2 separate regions of the Gasterosteus aculeatus genome follow, and region 2 is linked to region 1. A link is a contact called in public Hi-C data. All regions are on one chromosome and are shown on one strand. The core of a region is the stretch at or near the end of the contact, and the rest is flanking DNA. Distances in the headings are between cores, read along the strand shown. Region 1 overlaps zbtb16a (zinc finger and BTB domain containing 16a). Region 2 holds the start of zbtb16a (zinc finger and BTB domain containing 16a).

The links. A called contact is a pair of places that touch in the nucleus more often than the background predicts.
Region 2: a contact with region 1 is called in a Hi-C map of skeletal muscle, with 10 times the contacts expected there. The contact joins the promoter of zbtb16a here to the enhancer-like site in region 1. A contact is called at or near these places in 2 of 6 Hi-C or Micro-C datasets (skeletal muscle and whole body).

What each region holds. Positions count from the first base shown.
Region 1 is chr7:28,106,223-28,112,919 of fGasAcu3.hap1.1, reverse strand. The region is part of intron 3 of zbtb16a (zinc finger and BTB domain containing 16a); the gene reads left to right. Among protein-coding and RNA genes, the nearest start is that of zbtb16a, 56 kb to the left of the region's middle. Within about 2 kb of position 1,774, at least 7 of the 9 cell types and tissues checked have open chromatin away from gene starts, as enhancers often do.
Region 2 is chr7:28,162,713-28,168,790 of fGasAcu3.hap1.1, reverse strand. zbtb16a (zinc finger and BTB domain containing 16a) reads left to right here and starts at 3,565. Exons shown (of 7, transcript XM_040181271.2): 1 at 3,565-4,035.

The DNA.
Region 1 (6,697 bases), core at 525-3,024:
GTAATACTGTTGCATCAGCCATCGCTGTCAGGCTGATGTTTTTTATTTCCCTACCAGAGACGGGAGCAAGGTGGGATGAGATGGGAGGGGGGGCGGGGGGGGGGGGGGGGGGGGGGGGGGGCGCTTGTTAGGCCGCTGCCCTGAGCAAATGTGACTTCGTTGGAAACGCGTTACTCTGAACAGCTGCCCCTCTTTGCCAGAACGCGGTGTACCTGTGCCTCGGGCTTCTCGGAAAAAGCAGCGTTCTTAAAGGAATAGAGCGTAAAAATAGCCGGAGAGCCGCGCGCCGCCGCCGCCGCCTCCGGGCCCACGTCCCGGCGTCTGGAGGCCCACTCTGTCTCGATGGCCGCTCGCGTTAAACGTCATTTTTGCTCGGCGCGGTTCTGCCCGATGTAGCGGTGACTGCTTTTGCTGGAGGCCACGTAGGTATTTGCCCCGCTGAAAGATCCGTCGCCAGCAGTGAACGTCTCACTGAGTAATACGAGTGACAAGTCAGGGTTTGCCGTTTAGATGAGATTAAAAAGGAGCTGATGTATTGTGAGGCTCTTTTTTTTTTTTTTAAGGTGAGGCCGGCTGGCTGGCTCGTCCGTCTGTCCAGCCATTTATCTTTAGAATGCAGGAACGTTTTTCTTCTGAAAGGAGATTTAAGAAGCCCAATACAAGCGATTGCGTTGAGTTACGCAAGCCGGCAGGGCGGCAGTTAACAAGGACTTTGGCTGTGTATGCACAAGATAAACACAAATCTAATGGGCTTTGAAATATTCACATCCAGGCTCACTGGAGCTGTGTTTGCCAAACCTACTTTTTTTTTTTACAAATAACAAACCATGTCTTTTGCAACAAGCCACAGTTTTGAATGGGGGGGATATAGTCTACGCCGGTGGAAGTAGTAGCAGAGCAGCATGTCGAAAATAAACACAATAAAAGATGCCGAGGCTGTTTTGCTGCCTCTTTTTCACCCTAAAATCCAACTCCTTATATACATTATGCCGCCGGGTTTTGGTTCAGAGTAAGAAAGGAAGGCCGAGGTAATGGCGGATCTTCTACTTCTACCCTTTTTTTATGGGGAGGTGTGGACTCATTCAATGAGAACAAGTGTCCAAAACGTTTGACTGCTACTATTCGTCGACATTAAGGAAACACTACCGTATTTAGAATAGTTCGGGCGAGCCAAAAGGTGCTGAAGTGAGAAATCCACGAAATAGAGCTAATAACATAATCCCACCAGTAATCACCTTTATGTCAAAAAAAAAAAAAAAACTCCCACAGATTAGTTTGTAATCAAATTACTGCGGTATCGCCTGCTCTTAAAGCCTGTCAATCAAGAAGTTGGACAAAGAAACTCTAAGCTGACCCTTTAACCCTCTCTATTTTCAGACTAGGAGAAAAAACCCGAGGACTTGATCTTGTTGCTTTTATTACAGGGATATTGCAGCTTTGAATCCTTTCGGTTGCTAAGTAGCGAGTGCCCCTGTGCTCCCTTAATGGGCCTGATTTGGTATTCCGCTCTGATGCCAAGTCTTATTTTTGTATGCGAGACAAAGTGTTTTGATGGAGGGTGATTGCTGCAACGTCTGTGTGTCTACCAAAGGCTGTTTTTTTCTTTTTTTGTCGGAGTGAGAGTTTTATGGCCTCTCACTGTACAGTACACTTTGTGCCTTCTGCTCAAAACAAGAACACAGTCGATTGAATTTTGGATTCGCTTCATCATCCCTCCCTCCTCCCTGCAGCTTTGTTGTCAGCGAGCAGCATGTGTGTGTATGTGGCAGAGAGCGAGGCGCTGTGAGTGCTCGCTGTGTGTACTTGATGCATGTGACTGAGTAGGTGTGTGTGTGTGTGTGTTTGTGGGGAAAGTCAATTATTGCAAAAGGCTGCCAATTAATTTGCTCTACTGGAAACTTGAATGATACTGAACAAACGTGTACACATGAATCAAACACACACGCACACTCTCCATTAACTTGAAAGGACGTGAAAAGATGCTTTTTGCTGCAGACATTTGTTTGTAATGTTTATTTTTTTCAACTAAATGACTCATGAGCATAGATGGTCGTGAATCCTCCATGCAGCTGAACCGGGCACAACAACAAGTCTTTGTTTCAGGTAATCGGCAAGCGTCATCATCCCCGCGATTCTAACCGTATCCCCCTGCTAAGAAATCTCTCCTTTTTTTATCGTCTCCAAAACACTAGTTGTGTTTAAAATCGTATAAAGGCGTATAAATGTGACCGTGACACTCATCTGGCCTTTTAATGCAGGACAGAAACAAACTAGGACATGTTTCTCCAAATACTCCCCGGTGTGGTTGGGCTTTTTGAGAAATAAAAAGGAAACCTCAGTTTACCGAGGAAGAGCTGAGCTTATTAAAAGACTGAAAAGCGTGCGTGTGAGTGTGGGTGCTGGCAAGGTCCAGTTGTGCAGTGTTCTGTATAGCAATTAGTGGTGTTGACCACATTCAGAGGAGGTGCTGCCATGTGTGTCTGGAGAGCACATTTGAGTTGGGTTGTTGTTCTCTGCTTTCCTTTTAATATATAATCGCACTAGATATTCACGTGCATCACGGAAGTTCTCCATCGCACTTTTTGCCACTTGAAGTTTGTGTGTGTCCACGAGACAGAGTTTCTCAATGCATTGCAAACATCCCCCCTCCTCCCGAAATAAAGGGGAAATAAAGCAGCGGCTGTGATGAGGTGGGTAGTACAGGGGGGGGGGGGAGATAAGGTTGTGAGAGCGGGAGGCTAAATTTAAATCGTAATTGGCCGACTTCCACAAGCTTGTGGGCATTTTAATGAGTCATAATAACTTCATTTAAAACCAGCTGAGCAGAAAATAGATTGGAGAGGAGCCTGTGGCTAGTATGGATTTGTGTTGCATCGTGCGTGTGTGTGTGTGTGTGTGTGTGTGTGTGTGTGTGTGTGTGTGTGTGTGTGTGTGTGTGTGTGTGTGTGTGTGTGTGTGTGTGTGTGTGTGTGTGTGTGTGTGTGTGTGCACCCCCGTTTTGAGCTCAACTCTAAAAGCTACGTGCACACACACACACACACACACACGCAGTGCAGAAACTAGCTGGTGCGACATTTATCTGACTTGCAGAATAACACAGAGCTGCTTTACACGCAGTGTTTGAAGGACCGTAATGACACAACCAACACCTCTCAGGTGCCACGACAGAGTTGGTTGGACGCAATAAATTTCTGCAGGGCTCTGAATGCTCAGTGTGGCCTTGGAAATGGATCCGCAAAAGAGCATAAATGTGGAAGAAAAATGAAATTCCAAAACGTGGTCACCTGCTCCAGTCATTGTGTGCTGTTTTATATGCTGTACCTGTTGGAATGGGACCAGTTACACCTTCATTAACCTTTTATCAGAAATATCACATGAGGTTTGTTTACTTCACCCAATTCCCGACATACTTTTGCTACACCCTCTTGGGAAAAAAAAACAGTGAAACTTTATTTTAAATGCATTCCTTCCAGGATTGCGGTTGGAACGGGATTATTGGATTGAAACCAAACTGTCACATAACTTTGTTTGGTGTAGTTTTTGGTTGGAAGTGGATGCTTGGTGGTGGAGGGGGGATCGGTTCCTTCGGTGAGTTAAGGCGCCAGTCGGTCCATCTACATCCCGTCCTTTTCATAGCAGCTGTACAGTTGCGGAGGGTGTCTTGAGGGTTAAAACGTAGCACGTAGCCGCCACGTAAAATCACAGCGTGCTGTGACAATCCTCCTTGTGAATTGTCATGCAGGAGAAAGTAAAACCACTTTTCCTGCTTGAGAAAAAGCCTCCCGGTTCTCCCTCCCTCTTGCTCCAACACTAAAACATTGTTCCGGTAACGATGTAACGATGCATCACGCTATTGGATGTTTCACTGCCCCTCCTGTAATGAGCCACAGGTATGCACTGACATGGGCAGGAATGGAAGTCAGCCGTTCCCATTTGACGGCTCTTTTGTTGTGTGTAGACAGTGTGTAGCGTGTGTGTGTGCGCAGTGCGGTTGTACGTGAGCACAGGCCTTTGCTTCAGTGTCCCAACCAACAGCTTCACTGTCAGATTATTGGCCCGGGTCCATAGGGCTTCAATGCAAAATGCTTATTGTGTCAGGTGAGTGGGTAGTTATTGATTACACGCGTCATTTTATTCTCCTGGTACAGCGCGATCTTTAGGTTGCCTGCTCTTGTTATTTAGTGAAATAAGACTTTGACTGGATGCTTTTGGCGGTTCGTTCCGCTCTGGCATTCCAAACGATGTTTGTTATTTCAATGAAATGTCAGTCTGGCTTTTCTTTCCTAAAGGATCTGGTTTCTGTAACACAATCCCAAGTGGGAAAACAGAGTGGGACGGATTGTTTGTGACACAAATGGTAATAAAAGTAAATATTCTCTCAGGCTCAACCTTTTATTGCATTATGTAACTTGGCCAATAGCTCTGGGAAAGTTTTTAGATCAATTTCGCAGCGCCGATTAGAAAGCTATGAATCCCATTTATGGAGGAGCTCCCTCGTGAAACGCTCTTTGAAACTTTTATATTTTCGGATGAAGAGAGAATGAACCCGGCTAAGCAAAGATCTGCCGACGGCACTTTCATGTGCGGGGGGGATGCAAGTGAAAGGAGACAGAGCGAGCGAGGCAGAGGGAGAAGATAAAAGCACTTCCAAAGCCATCTGGAAGTAGCCAGGACTCACAAGGATCGCTTTCTTGCTACTAATTCCACCGGGAGGTGCGACATAAAAGCAAAGCATGGATGTTGTGTTATAACTGTTGAAAACAAGCAAGTGGCCGTGGAATACTAAGTATTTCACGGCTGGTCAGAGGGAAAGCACTTCAATCCGGGGGTGAAAAGGCTTTTTGGATGCCCCCCCCCCACCCAGCCTCCCTGAGATAGGGGGGTATTGATTTGAAACTATTTGACTATCTGCCAGACAGTTTGTCTGCACCACTCGTGTAGAGTTTGATCGGATGATGACTGTGGTTACACGATATTTGTGCAAACTTAGTGGAATCCAGTTGCGATGTTTTCTTCTTCTTCTTCTTCTTTGGCAGGATTCAGGATCTAGGTTCTCATCTCGTCATAATTTTATTTCGGTTTTGAGGACTTTTTTTCGAAAGTTAATTGATGGGATTTGGGATAAACCAGCAGATTTTAACAGCCCTACAGCCCCTAAAAAAATCAATCGAATCAATCAAAGTCTATGCATGGATCCCACATCCAGTCATCCTATCAGGTTGGTACTTGGTATCGTCCGATAGGCAAGTTCAATGATATGATTTGGTATGACGACGCACCTCACAGTACATGTTGACACATAACCAGTTTGCTTGATTAACTGGTTTAAAAGAGAGTTGCATGTCAATGGAAGTTTCCAAAAGAGCCTTTTGCTCAATGGTGCTTCCTCTAAATATGCGACACACATTTCTGTGGGTTAAACTGCAAGACAAAGAGTGCAAAGGCAAGTCGGGCGCAGCCGGCATGAAGGCAGCGTACAGCGTCAATACAGATGTTTCTGTCAAACTGTCACCCACTCTGAGGCTTGCACAAGCCTGCAAAATGTTGCGTAACACCCTATGTAATATCCATGATGTTTCCATCAGTTTGGTGGCATAAATCTGCTCCTTGAACATCAAAACCTAGACCAGGCTGAAAAAAAAAATAGAAAGGGTCCCGCCCCCCCTCCCCCCTTGTCACATTTGCTGCCTGTGGAACAAAGATCATTAAAGTTTCATCTTTGCCGACGTTAGAGCTGCAGGAGATGACACTACACTCAGTGACTAACTGGTATGTTACAATCCAAACGTATCGACTTGATGCAGACGCAGGTTTCAAATACATACTTGAGTTTCAGCAGAATTTATCATTACCAGACGGAGAGAATTTGTGCTTCATCTTTTTCTAAAAGTGTAATTTCATGGCTTCACAGCGGGGTCTTGTCCACGCTAGAATTAAGAAATGATATTATAATCCAGCAGTTTACTGTCATGCAACTTGAGACCCATCAGCTATTAGTCTGAAGACGATTCTCTTCTGGGGAAAAGTGGCACAGTAGCCAGCGGAGACACGCACAAGGTGCGTCCGGGCCAAGACTTGTTGTACTGTTGCATATGCAGAGAAGATATGACGGATTAATCCGTTCATACGTTCGGCGATCCGGAGCTAATTATCAGGACAACAATTAACAGCAGGTGAAGACGCCTCCTTCTCGCAGAGCAACTAGTGGACAGGCGAACCCTTTGAACCGTGAATTCACCATTTGGCCTATTTCTGCCTCAGCTGATTGTATCCCACCACCTCTAAACACACACACACACACACACTTCCCTACATTTGGCTGCCTGCCAAGAGCTGTCATTGCCTCCACGCTATCAGGCCTGCTGCATCTATATTCAGAAGGCCCGCGTCGAAAGAGACTGGTCTGAAGGAAGAAGACGGCTGGCAAGAGAACAATTATTTACACACGTTTTCAGGCATACGATGTCTAAAGACACGGATTGTCTGCTCTTTTTTTTTTTTTTTTTTCGTGTCCATGCATTGTGCAGTATGCTCGCCTCGAGCAATTTATTTCAACCTTATTTTAAGCTTAAACGAAAGCAGCTGACGAGGGCGGCCCGAAAGCTGAGCACAGGCTCTCATAAATGATAACTAACGACTCTCTATGTCGTCTCCGCTGTGGGTCTGGACGGAATCTGGATATGGGGGGATTTTCCTC
Region 2 (6,078 bases), core at 2,316-4,815, 54 kb before region 1:
AAACCGAACCTGTGGGAACACAATGCAGGCGCACGCAGCCCACCGGCAGCTAATGGTCACATTCTGAACATCAGCTTCAAACCAAAACGTCCTCCAGGCTGACCATCTTTTTCCAACTGTCGGTATTATTTTAAAGTGCAGTAATGATGTCTTTTTTTGGGGAGGGAAGGAGAGGAGGTGAGGGGCGGGTTATAATTTAGCCCTCATCTTCCTTTTCACTCAGTAAAAGGTTGGATTATGGCCAGATTAAGGGAGTGCCTTTTTCTTTATCCCTGGGTAAGCCTGCACAGCACGCAGCTCAAAGGTAATGAAGCACTCTGTGATCCGCGCTCGGATGAATCTAAAAATTCCCCCAGCGACACTGTATTTTAAAGGAAATGAGCTTTCCCTGAAAGCCTCCTTCAAACCTATGCTTTCCATTTTGGAACGACTATAAACTGTGAGACTGCTTTCAAACCGGAGCAAGAACCGAGACCTGTTGCCATTTTTAAATTGAAGTAGATGAGAAGGTGGAGTTTTGAGTTTTTTTGTGTTCTTTTGTGACGTTTCAAAGTGAAACAAATGGAAATGAAAAAAACATTATCTCTGATGCTTTCAATCTAAATTTAAACACATTCCTTTATCAGAATGGATTAGATTGTCCTCAAATTGAACTGCGTTTTCACTTTTTCTCCCAGTCGTGCAACGACATCATCGGTTTTGTAAAAGTTTGATTATTTCGGCAACCGCCGAGATCGAATGACCCTTTAAATTATTTTAATCGGGCAACGTAGGTCAATGCTGCAAGAGCAAATAGGACATGAAGATGATAGTTTTCAATCAATATCGTTGCCTCTACCCAAAACGACCACCAGCAGTTTTTCCTCTTGCTGAACTCAAAATGTTTGCACCCAAGATGACCGCCAGTCGACATGAACCATTCAAGCATCGAAATGGATGATGTTAAAATGTACATTACATTCATATCTTTATACATCGTGTACAAATACAAACTCTACATTCATAACGACGGATGAAATCAAACAAACGATACAAAGAACCGACATGAAACTGCCTAAACAAATAACACAAATAGCACTATTTGAGCCGTACCTAGACATTTGAACCATTACACCTGTAGAGAGGTGAAAAACATATTCCTGGGAAAAGTGCCATCGGCAGGAGCAAAAGGTCTCCGTATGCTTCAAAGGAACCAGGTCATATGTCGTGTGGTCTGACCACATCTAAAGCTACACGTCTTTACACCTGTCCAGGACGGATCCTACCTCCCCGATGATGTCCAAGAATGAGGTGTCTCTTACCTGTCTTTGTATTTTCGATGATGTCATTTTTACAGTTTATTTTTAAAACAAACCCAAAACAGTTTGGTTTCTTGCAAACAACTTCTGACTAAAATAAGTACGATTTTAAAGCATACTGAGAGCTACTAGTCCACAAAGTGGCGCATGAGCCACTTCTGCCTCTGGGAAACTAACAAGTCCAGAGATTTAAATACGGAATGCCTCGAATCCAGAAAACCAATGCAAACGTTAATGTCCGTGTCAGAGCAGATTTTTCAGAGAAGTTTGCCTGCGGCCACGAAGACCTTCAAATAAGACTGAACCGCTGTGTCATGCCATGCCAAAGCATTTGACTCTCATTGGTTGTTGTTTGCAACTCTTTAACACCGTTGACCAAGCCTCACTCTTTGGCTACGAGACACCTTTTGTTATCGGTTAATATTGGTGATAATGCTAATCCTTCCCCCTCAGCGCACCGCCGCAAACCACAGTGTGCCGTCGTCCGCTGCTGATTGACGGAAGCCACTGAGTGACGCGTTGCAGACACCGGACGGCCTCCCTCAGATGGGCTGCTCAGGCCCGACTTGTCCGTTGCTTCTATTTGATCAGCCTCATAGTCTGTGGAGTGTTGATGTGAGCCTCCGGCTGCGAGGTGACTGAACTCGTCCTCCTGGACGATGACTCCATCCCAGCTCGAGGGTCTTACTGCGGCTGGGTTGAACAGGTCGTCCTTGCACCATTTGGCAAGGCTCCTCACGTAAGGTGCTCTGCAACCCTCAGTTGTTGGATGTGCTTTACCTGCTGTTTTATTTCCAGTCAGTCAGTGGTAGGTACGTTTCATTTTAATAAGTAAATATCATATAAAATATCCAATCTGTTATTTCTATACGAGCAGGCATATGTCAACCCGCTGGTGGCTTAATACTAAAGCGAGGGATCAAAGAAATCATTAGGATGCATCTTCTAGAAGACAAAAAAGGTTTGTGCCAGTGTGTCAAAATCTTTGATGGGCTTCACAAAAAGATTTAAAAACAAAGTCAAAAGCGAGCATGCATGTCTGTACAAACAAGACAGAAATGCACACACACATTGTGGTGATATTCTCCTCTTCCTTCTCCTGCTTCAGCCATGATTTTACAATCAAACCGAGACAAACAAAGTGCTTAAATGCAGAATAATTTATATTTCAGACTTTGCAAACAAAGACAAAGTAAGAGTTTTCCAGGAGCACTTAAAGAAATAACATCAATAGGAATAAAATATTGTGAAATGAAACCATCAGTACGAGATGGCTCCCAGTCAGTAATCGTCATTAAGACAAAAGTATCAATCAAGTTTCCTTTCAGAGAAGCTCTAAAGTATGCTTTTACCATAAAAGACTCCAGGAGGTATGTCAGGCCAAACTATAATGAGGTGTACCATCCACTGCGCAGCAGAAACAAAGCAACAGAAAAATGATTGCTATGCTAAGAAACAATTAAGGCCTCTTAATGCACCGCGAAAGCATTCGCCTGAGAGTCGTTCACCATATCGATCATCGACGACATCTTTTTACCGCATAAGAAAAAAGGGGCCACTGGTTCCCATGTGCAGTTTATTTAGTTTCATGGCCTTTCTTCAAATTAGTGTCAGTATCTTAAAAGCAGACCGCTCCTGCAAGTTTTTTTTTTAAATCTTTTAAATCAATTGCATTATAATTAATTTTATTTCTTTGTGTGCTTTTTTGCTTGTAATCTAGTTCACACACAATTGACACTAAGGAATGAAAAATATGCATCCTTTTAACCTTTGGTATATGAACATTGTGCGTTTGTTTGACGAACGACACGCATGTACGATATATCAAAAGTTAAATGTACACATCGAATCTGCTCTCTGAGGTTTTTGTCTTTCTTTTGCATAATGTCTAATTGAATATGTAACGTTTATATTGATATATAATAGTTTGATTAGTAAAAGAAGAATACTTAATACTAGATCTTTTATAAAATGATATTATTAAACCATTACACATTTCCGGGGTGACTTTGGTTCCTTCAGCTTTAATACATCATTGTGAACACTTGTAGCATCTCGAGGCGGCCGATTCGAACCTGTTGAGACGCAAGAACTTGGTGTGGTGTTTTCTCTCTTTTGGCATTACGATAATTTAACAGTTTTGATCAATAAAACATGCTTGCGTCAGTCTCATCACGCGGGACGTCTCAGCGCGCCTCGCGTTCACCTTTGCCGTCCTCTGCTGCCCCAAACACGGACCAAGTCGACTTTCATTGAACGATTGGAGGGAGGACAGAAAGAGAGAGAGAGAGAGGGGGGGGAGACTCTTCCCCCACATGGCCGCCGAACCCTCCCCGGCGGGAGTTTGAGCTCCACCTGCGGGCCGCGAGCGCATCCCGTCACACCTGGAAGGCGTCGCCCTGCCTGTCGTTCGGCGCACTGTAACGCAGCCGTTTGACGCGAGACAGCCCCCTAGGTGTCTCACTTCTCTCAGTGTTCAGCGCGCGCGCGCGCGTGTGTGTGTGTGTGTGCGTGTGTTTGCGCGTGTGGCTGGACCGGCCTGCTGCTCGTCTGGCTGCGTTGACGTCAGCGCTGATGTTGATTTGCTCAGGCGAGGGAAGAGAAAGGAGTTAGTGCGCGTTGAGAGAGCGGCCACTGCGAGCCGCCTTCACGATGCTGTAGCCGCGCTCCCTCCTTCCCTCCTCCTCCTCCTCCTGCTCCTCCTGCACTGTACGGAATCATTAAACGTGCAACTTGGGTGAGTACCGAATCCGGGCGAAACGCGGGCTGCAGTTTCCGCGGCGACAAGTGCCCGGAGCCGCGACTCCGCACGCGCGTGCCGCTGTTTTCTCTCTGTGTACTTTCATTCACCATGTGGATATTTGGATGCGTTTATTGCGCCGGGGATCGTTTTTTTTTCTTCCTTTTTCTTTTTTTCCTCCTTCCTCTTCTTGTTGCTTCTCCCCGTTCGACCTCACGCTGAAGTTAACAGCCGAACGCGACTTCGGCACGCGAGTTGGAACCTGCGCACCGGCGGGGCGCTGCATGGAAAACAAGTGTTTCCCCTGATTGCGCCCGCGAAGGTGTTGAAGTTTGCATTAACACACGGTATCTATTGTAGAGATGTTAAGGTTGACGTACGCCCCTCACCACCACCACACACCCCACTCACACACACACTCACACACACCGCGGTGGGTTTAGTATGCCGGGGATCGCGGCTGGAGGACGTGAGGTCTGGGCAGTTCCAACGGGAGACAGACAACACATGACGCCCCGCTCCATGTGACTTTACTGGAGAAATCGCGTTGGCTCGTTTTGAGGGGTATTGTGATCTTTTTTTTTTTTTTTTTCTAGATGTATTTTTAAACAGCGACACTGTTGCCCGTCCTCGTGTCTCCAGTTGCACCAGTGTGGCTCATTTGGCCGTGATGACATCACGCAGAGGACTGGGCACACTGGTCGTTTTTTTTTTTACTCGAAACGAACCCAAATCTTCAGCTGATTGACGGGCAGCTAAAGACGTGTGATTGGTGACCGATAATCGATTCGCAGGAGCGCGCGCGCGGCGCGAGGTGTGTGTGGGGGGCGGGAGCTGGTAACCGAAGCAATGGCAAATTGATTTGTTATCGAGACTGTCTGATCTCGCTCTCTGTGTCACTCTCCTTTTTTGTCCTCCCCTCTTCACCCTTCAGGCATCGCTCGCTCTCTCTCTCATTTCTCCCCCCCCCCCCCCCCCTCATCAGCTGTCAATGTTCCCCTTTAGCGTGTTTTCATTTGGTCACAAACAAAGTCCACCTGTGCGCCGGTCTGAGGAGAGCTGCCTTCAATCGGCGTGAGATTGTCCCAGCTGTCCGTCTCGCGTGCACTTTTAGCACGCTCAATGTCTCCCCCCCCCCCCGTCTGGTTAACGATGCTGTAGCATTTTGCTGTCCCCCACATTTGCGCGTGTCAGTGTGGAATATTGCGCGCTGCTCGTGCGCGCCGTGGCAGACGACTCGTGACCAGATTGATTGTGGAGCCTTTCCGTTGAAGTCGGCGCCAGGCGGTTGTTGTCAGCGGCCCGCGTTGGGCTCGAGCCCTCGCGGCTGAATGTAGTTGGCGTTTTGCATAATGCATAACGCGCTGTGTAATTGCTCTGGTGCGTCTGGGGGGGGTGTTCGCGCTGTCTAGACGCACGTCCCGTTTGTAAATACAGACGCGATAAAGTCCCCAAACAGGAAGTTCGCCTCGTGTCCCGCAGGGCGCAGGAGCCCCGGCTTGTGCCCACAAGTGCGCAACAAGCATCGGTCTTTTACGGGGCCGTAAACCGGCGCTATTGGCACACCTGTAATAAAGATAATGTCGGGGGTTAAACGTGACCTCTGTTGATTTGAGAGGCTGGAGCTCCGCTGGATGAGAACTTGTGGTTTTAATCTTCTAAATAGATTGCATCAATGTGCCCGAAATAAAATGAACCCAAAGCGGGCCATGCTGTGCATTTACCACGAGCCTTCAGCACAAACGACAGCTGCCAGCTTCATTCACCTCCTGCATGCGGGCATATAGGCTTTAGAGATTGCATATCTGGGAATTAGATTTACTTTAAAAAAAAAAAGGAGACTGTGTGGTGTTGCTAGAAGGCTGGTGACATTTCCTCTCCTTTTTGTCTGCGAGTTAGTATTGTTCACTAACTTATCTTTGTATTCCCTGGATTTTGGGTATTTTAAAGCCGTTTAAAAAAAATAGCCTGAACTAATTTCAGGCTTTTTGAAAATTAAAAAATATTGCCACAGCTTTGAAAATGTGTCTCATGCTGAAT